Regions from separate parts of the Arachis hypogaea genome. Here region 1 is linked to region 2. The links are chromatin contacts, called in public Hi-C maps. All regions are on one chromosome and are shown on one strand. The core of a region is the stretch at or near the end of the contact, and the rest is flanking DNA. Distances in the headings are between cores, read along the strand shown. Region 1 holds the start of LOC140183129. Region 2 holds the start of LOC112789518.

What was found. Hi-C and Micro-C count contacts between places; a contact is called where the count stands out from the background.
Region 1: a Hi-C map of an unstated tissue shows a contact between it and region 2, with 2.5 times the contacts expected there. The contact joins the promoter of LOC140183129 here to the promoter of LOC112789518 in region 2.

Annotation. Positions count from the first base shown.
Region 1 is chr3:12,055,540-12,058,981 of arahy.Tifrunner.gnm2.J5K5, reverse strand. It overlaps LOC140183129, which reads left to right and starts at 1,820. Exons shown (of 1, transcript XM_072231150.1): 1 at 1,820-3,442. The coding sequence starts at 1,820.
Region 2 is chr3:11,885,879-11,889,173 of arahy.Tifrunner.gnm2.J5K5, reverse strand. LOC112789518 reads left to right here and starts at 1,743. Exons shown (of 10, transcript XM_072232383.1): 1 at 1,743-2,016; 2 at 2,279-2,410; 3 at 2,869-2,948. The coding sequence starts at 2,910.

The DNA of each region.
Region 1 (3,442 bases), core at 571-3,070, 170 kb before region 2:
TTATTTTAAACTTGTAATAATACATCTAAAATATTCATAAAAGAGATTAATACAGTAATACACCATAAAAAAAAGAAAATAACTACAAAAACATTATTTGAGATCTAGATCCATGACCGAAAATAAAAGGAAAAAAAAAACCTAAAGATGAGAGAGAGAATTTTTTTTTTTTAAGTATCTAAAGAAGTACATCTCATAATTGGAATCTCCTACACAATACTTTCGAGCTATTATTTGAGGGTCCCTCCGGTGTCTTCACTATTCACGTTCACATTCACATTCACATTCACATTCACATTCATATTTACCTCTAAGATAAGCTTGGAATACTCATCCTACTTTCCACCGTCCAAACTCATTCTCCATTTTTCACAAATTTCTTAATTACTTTAAGAACTTGGCACTATTAACAATTTGGGGATTCTTAAATTACTGTTTTCAAGGCCTCAACATGATTATATAAAGATAAAATATGAAATATTCCATTATTAAATCATGTTAGACGATCAAATATAAATTTCAGCCATATTTGTAAGAATTTATAAAAAAATATGTACAAAAAATTTAAAGAATTATTAGAATTTATTATTTTTAATTATTAATTTAATTTTTTAATTTGATAATTTAATTATATATTTAATTTATATTTTTAAATATTAATAATTATTTAATAATAAAAATATTACACATATAATTTTTTTAATTACGTCTAATTAAATTAATTAATAAAATTTGAATGAATAAATAAGAGTGAGAGTGAGAGTGGTGAGAATAATTTTTATTAATAGTAAATTAATTTGATTAAATTTTATTGACAAAAAAATTTATACATATAATATTTATCATAATAACAAAATTAATTTAATATTATATATATACATACTCACATTTTATTAATGTTGTTACGGTCCGGCCCAGACCACGAACGGGTCGGCCCGACCCGTCGAGAATCCGACCCGAGCGGCCGAGTCCTCAGCACTTGCCACGGTGCCAGGACACGCGTCCTCACCATTCCATCAACACGATCGAGGAAGCTTCGGGGAAAATGGGTCTGTCCCCCTAGGGCCCACCTTTGACACGGTATAAATAGGGAAGGACTTGCCCTTCCCTCGAGGTATGTTACACTTTTCCACCTTACCATTTTCCCGCCTGCACACTAGCTGACTAGAGCGTCGGAGTGTCTTTGCAGGTGGCACCCCCTCTTTCCTCCCACAACGAGAGCTCGGCTACCGGGCATTTCCGAACCCAGTACGATCACGATTGAAGCGTTCTCACCTCCTCAAACGTCCACCCGAACTGTCCGGTAACCGACAACCGAACATTGGCGCCGTCTGTGGGGACTGTTTAAATGGACGTCGTGCCGGGTCCCGGAGACCAAGGCCGAGGAGCTGGAGCAGAGGGGGCAGCCTCCGTCGCCTCACTAAGGGGGCGGCGGAGGTCCCCCCGACAACGCACCGAACCACACGCAAGGACACGACCTTTCGGGAGAACGGGCGCCGACAGCGCCATAATAACGCAGGAGCTACGCCACAGGGTCCAAAACCTGGAACGGCAACTGGCCGACCAGGAGCACGACCGACGAACCACCGATCCCAGCTACTCCCCATCCCCTGAAAGCCAAGAGAGAGATTCCCGTCAAAGCCGTCTACGACGCGCCTCTGCATCTCGAACGGAAGCGGAGAGTACCCATGAAGAATCACCCATCCCGAGAAGACGAAACGACACAATCATCTACTCCCGAGGCAAGGAAACGCGCCGCACGGGACGAGGTCGCGAGGACGGGGAAGAGAGGTCCGAGAGGACACGGTAACCCATGATAATGGGCGCCATCCCGTTCCACCGATCCATCCTCGAAGTCCGGTTGCCGAAGCACTTCGACAAACCAACGGACATGAGATACGATGGAACTCAAGACCCTCTGGAACATCTCACGGCCTTCGAAGCCAGGATGAATCTGGAGGGAGTAGGGGACGAGGTGAGATGCCGAGCCTTCCCGGTGACTCTGGCAGGACCCGCGATCAGATGGTTTAACGGCCTACCGCGGGAATCTATCCATGGGTTTTCGGACATTAGCCGTGCCTTCCTAGCCCAATTCACAACACGAATAGCAAAGGCAAAGCACCCAATCAACCTTCTGGGGATAACCCAGAGACAAGGAGAGCCGACCAGAAAATACCTGGACCGGTTTAACGACGAATGTCTGGAAATCGACGGCCTAACCGACTCTGTGGCCAGCCTCTGTCTAACGAACGGCCTCCTCAACGAAGACTTCCGAAAACACCTAACCACGAAACCGGTTTGGACGATGCACGAAATCCAAACGGTGGCTAAGGAATATATAAATGACGAGGAAGTCAGTCAGGTCGTAGCCGCCAACAAACGGCACTACGGCTACAATCAACCAAGGCAACAGGGTAGCGGGGAGAGGCAGAAAGAACAGGCCAAAGAGGGAGGGTTGAGCAAAGCACCCAGACCGTTTCCCCGAATCGGGAAGTTCACAAACTATACCCCGCTCACCCACCCCATCGTGGAAGTTTACCAACAAATAGCTGAGAGAGGGATCTTGTCGAAGCCTCGACCACTCAAGGACCGTACGGGGGGAAGCAAGAGCCTCTACTGTGACTACCACAAGGGCTATGGCCACCAAACACAGGACTATTTTGACCTGAGGGATGCATTAGAACAAGCCATCAGGGACGGTAAACTTTCAGAATTCTCCCATCTAATAAGGGAGCCGAGGAGGCGGCATCGGGACCAGGACGAAGAAGGGAAGACCCGGTCGACAAAGCGACGACAAGAGCCAGAAGACAAAGACCACGGTCTCACCGTGATAAATGTAGTGACCGCCAAAAACGCGGCACCAAAGTCAAGATCGGCACACAAGAAAGACGCCAAGGTCCTGGCGGTCTCCCTCGTGCCAGTGCGAAGCTCCAAGAAGCCCCCGTCTATCTCATTCGGCCCGGAAGATCAGTGGCTCGACGAAGCCCCCGAAAACCCACCAATGGTCATTACGGCCAGGGTAGGAACAGGGCTCGTAAATCGGATCCTCGTTGACACGGAGGCAGACTCCAACATCAAGTTCCGCAACGTGTTCGACGCCCTGGGGTTAAAGGATGCCGACCTATTGACTCATCAGCACGGGGTCATCGGATTGGGCGACCACTTCATCAAGCCAGATGGAATAATATCCCTGCCGATCTCCGTGGGACAAGTCCAAGGTCGAAGATCGGCAATGGCAGAATTCGTGGTTCTCCGAGATTCTACGGCCTACAACATCATTTTGGGGAGAAAGACGATTAACGATATTGAGGCAATAATCAACACAAAGCTACTAATCATGAAGTTTGTTGCCGACGACGGATCTGTAGGGTCCATAAGGGGAGACCTGGAGACGGCGGTCGCTTGCAACAACGCCAGCCTCTCCCTAAGGAAGAAATCCAAA
Region 2 (3,295 bases), core at 494-2,993:
ACAAGGGTTAGTAGGAATCTCCTTCCATGTTCCTGGCATGGTCAACGGTGATTTCTTATAAGAAATCTTAGACACAACATTCTTGTCAATATTCTCTTCAACTTGGATCTTCATGCATTCAACCGATTTCTTCAAATCAACTTTATCTCTTGTTTTGACTATTTTCGTACTTCATTGCATTTAGTTAATCACTTAAGTAGAAGCCCTCGAAAAAATGTTCATGAGTTTTTTCTTTCATGATAGCTCGATTCTTAAATAAAGGTAAAAGTTGAATTATGAATGTGAGAATTATTTGTAATAAGAAATAAGTGTTAATGAAGAGTATTTTTATCAAAATTTTATTTTTCGTTTTTTATTCTTAATTTTTTTATTAATAGACTGAGTTGATCTTAATTCTTAAGTCTTAATAAATGATTATTAATGTGTGTCTAAGACCACGACATTATTTTTTGTTAGTTTGAAACTTGCTATTTTAAATTATTTTATTAGAAAAAGAAAAAAGTTATTGAGTTATCGATTATTATTTAAAGTCTCATTGGGGAGTCAATGGAATATTTGTACAATGTGTAATCAGCTGTTTATTTGCCTTAATGAGTTAAAAATGAAAATTACCCACGAAATAATAAATTTAAAAACTCTTATTTAGTTATTTCACATCAAATTTTAAATTTCAAATTTTTAAAAAATCTAGTTAGTTATTTCAGAAAAATAATCATCTGAAATCCTCTAATACTCTCTTCTTTTTCAACCGGCGGCCACCCTACCTTCATTAATAATCATCCCATTTCACCATCGCTACTTGGCTTGCCACATGCCACTCACCCTTAATAAAAATAACCATTCACTTAAGGATAAAAATAATCATCCGCATACTTAATGAATTGAACATCTAACATATTTTAATTATATATAACTAAACTCAATCTAATCAAAATAATCATCTACATAAAAATAAAATAACCATCTGTATATCTACTAAAATGACCATCCTAAATTGACCATTAAAATAGAAGAAGATGAATAAATAGAAGAAACTATTATTGTGGTGAAACATAATTTTAAAAGATTAGTTATAACAAAAGCGGCACTGTTATGAATCATAGGGCTCAAATCATGAAAAAAGCTAACCATGTTTGGATCCGAAAAAGAAGAAAAGCATAGTGGTATAATTGGTGAGAAGAGGTTTAAAGGATTGGGAAAAATCGAAGCCGGTTCGGAAGAGAGGCACAAAAATAGCGGCAGCAACGTTAAGCTGAGCGTCAAAGGGAGAGGCGCATCGGACTGACTAGCGAAGGCGAGGACGGTGTCGGTGGGAGGATGCGGCGGCCTTGGTATGGCCGACGAGAAATTCAGTAACGCGAGGTGAGAATCGGAGAAGATGACGGTGAGTTTTAGACGTGTATTAGAAGTTACTGTAAGATTAGAAATAACCGTACATAGTGTGAATGAATTTAAATACTAATCTTAATTTTCAAATTTTAAAATTTAAAATTAAATAATTAATTAATAATTTAATTTTTTATTTTAATTTTACTTTTTTTCAATTTATTGTACATATTATACTCAATTAATATTGGTTCTTAATACTTTTTTTATTATTTAACTATCAACTTAATTTTTTTAGTTTAATAATTTAAAGATTTATTTTTTCTCATACTTTTAAATATTAATAATAAAAAACAATAAATTCTAATAATTTATGTAATCTTTCTACAAAAATATGCTCGGGTTTAAATGTAGTTGATTGTTAATGCGCATCAGGCAGCATGCACTTCACTACCCACCAGTGTGAGGGAGTCCTCTCTCTTCATTCTGTTTTTTGGTGCTCCCAACAAACTACCATCCGTACACTTCTTTTCTTCTTTTTCGGGGGTGTCAGGTATTGACACAACATTCACTCACTCACCATCACTGTTTCGATTTTCGAAGAAGAATAAGAAGAAGAGGAGGAAGATCACACTCTGCGCCACACCATCACTTCAGCTTCAACACGCAAACTCTCTTATACCTCTTAATGTAAGTAAGCTTTGCTCAGCTGGCAACCGTGATTTTTTCCCCCCTTTTTTTTGAACAAACCCTCGCATGTTTATTTTCTTAATTTGAATTTCTCTTGCCTTTTCCAATTTGGTGAATGTCATCACTCACATATGCATGTTTCTCAAAGGTTCATACTTTCTCCAAAAAGAAAAAAGTTTTTTTTTTGGGGGCTTGCTTTTAAGTGCAATGCATGATGCATCCTGGTCTCTTCATTTCTGGTTTCTCCAACTGTGTCTTGTAGAGCACTGCTGATGAACTGAGTTGATACCTGAAATAAGATGGGGAAAAAATCCAAAATTAAAAAGGAGGAAGTTGCTGAAGATTGGTGTTTTGTGTGCAAGGATGGTGGGTTGATGAGGGTGTGCGATTATGGGTAAGTTCAGCAACATAAATTATTTAGATGCTGTTTCATTTTTGTTTTGGTTAAATGAGAATCCATGATTTTGCTCATTTTTTAGCATGCACAAAGTTTTTCCATTACTTTGATGATCCAGGGTTATCAGTGGTTATTTCCGTGCTAAAATAATTGCTTTGATGATTTAGGGTTTTTTCCTTTCTTTTCTTTTTAAATACACCGAGTTTCATCTTTCTTGGTAGTCATTAAGCATAGGAGAAAATTAGAATTTCCTAGTTTGTCTTAATAGTAAATAATAAGTAGTAAACTTTGATATTGTAGTATACTTGGAAATATCTGATATAGTGTAACCAAGCACATCACTGTCACTAGTATGCTTGTTAATGATGATGAAGCTGGATTAGGAACATTTTATAAAGGTACACTTTGTTCTGTGAGTAACTTTCATTTTGATGGTTAATCCATGTTTCTTGTAGGGATTGCCTTAAATCTTATCATCCTTCTTGTGTGAAGGAAGATGATTCCTTTTTGGAGGCTGACACAAATTTTACTTGTGGTAAGCTGCTTCACTTTATCTCTATGGTCTATATAAGGTATTCGAACACATTTCTTTCTTTCTTTAGTTATTCATTTTTTTTCAAATGGTACATATTCTTGCAATGGATTCCAACATGAAGATGTCATTTCCTACCATAATATTTTAATCTGCAGATGCTTATGTCTAACTCAATCTTTACCATCGAACTTGCGTATCTTGAATATCCCAGACGTCCTTTAAAACATTTGGTATTCGATACGTCTTAAACCTTCATAGATGGCATATGTTATGTATTTTATTTTCTTAACGAGGTGGTAGTCTGGCAGAGCTTTGTGTTATTGAAGAACATGTCTTTATTGTCATGA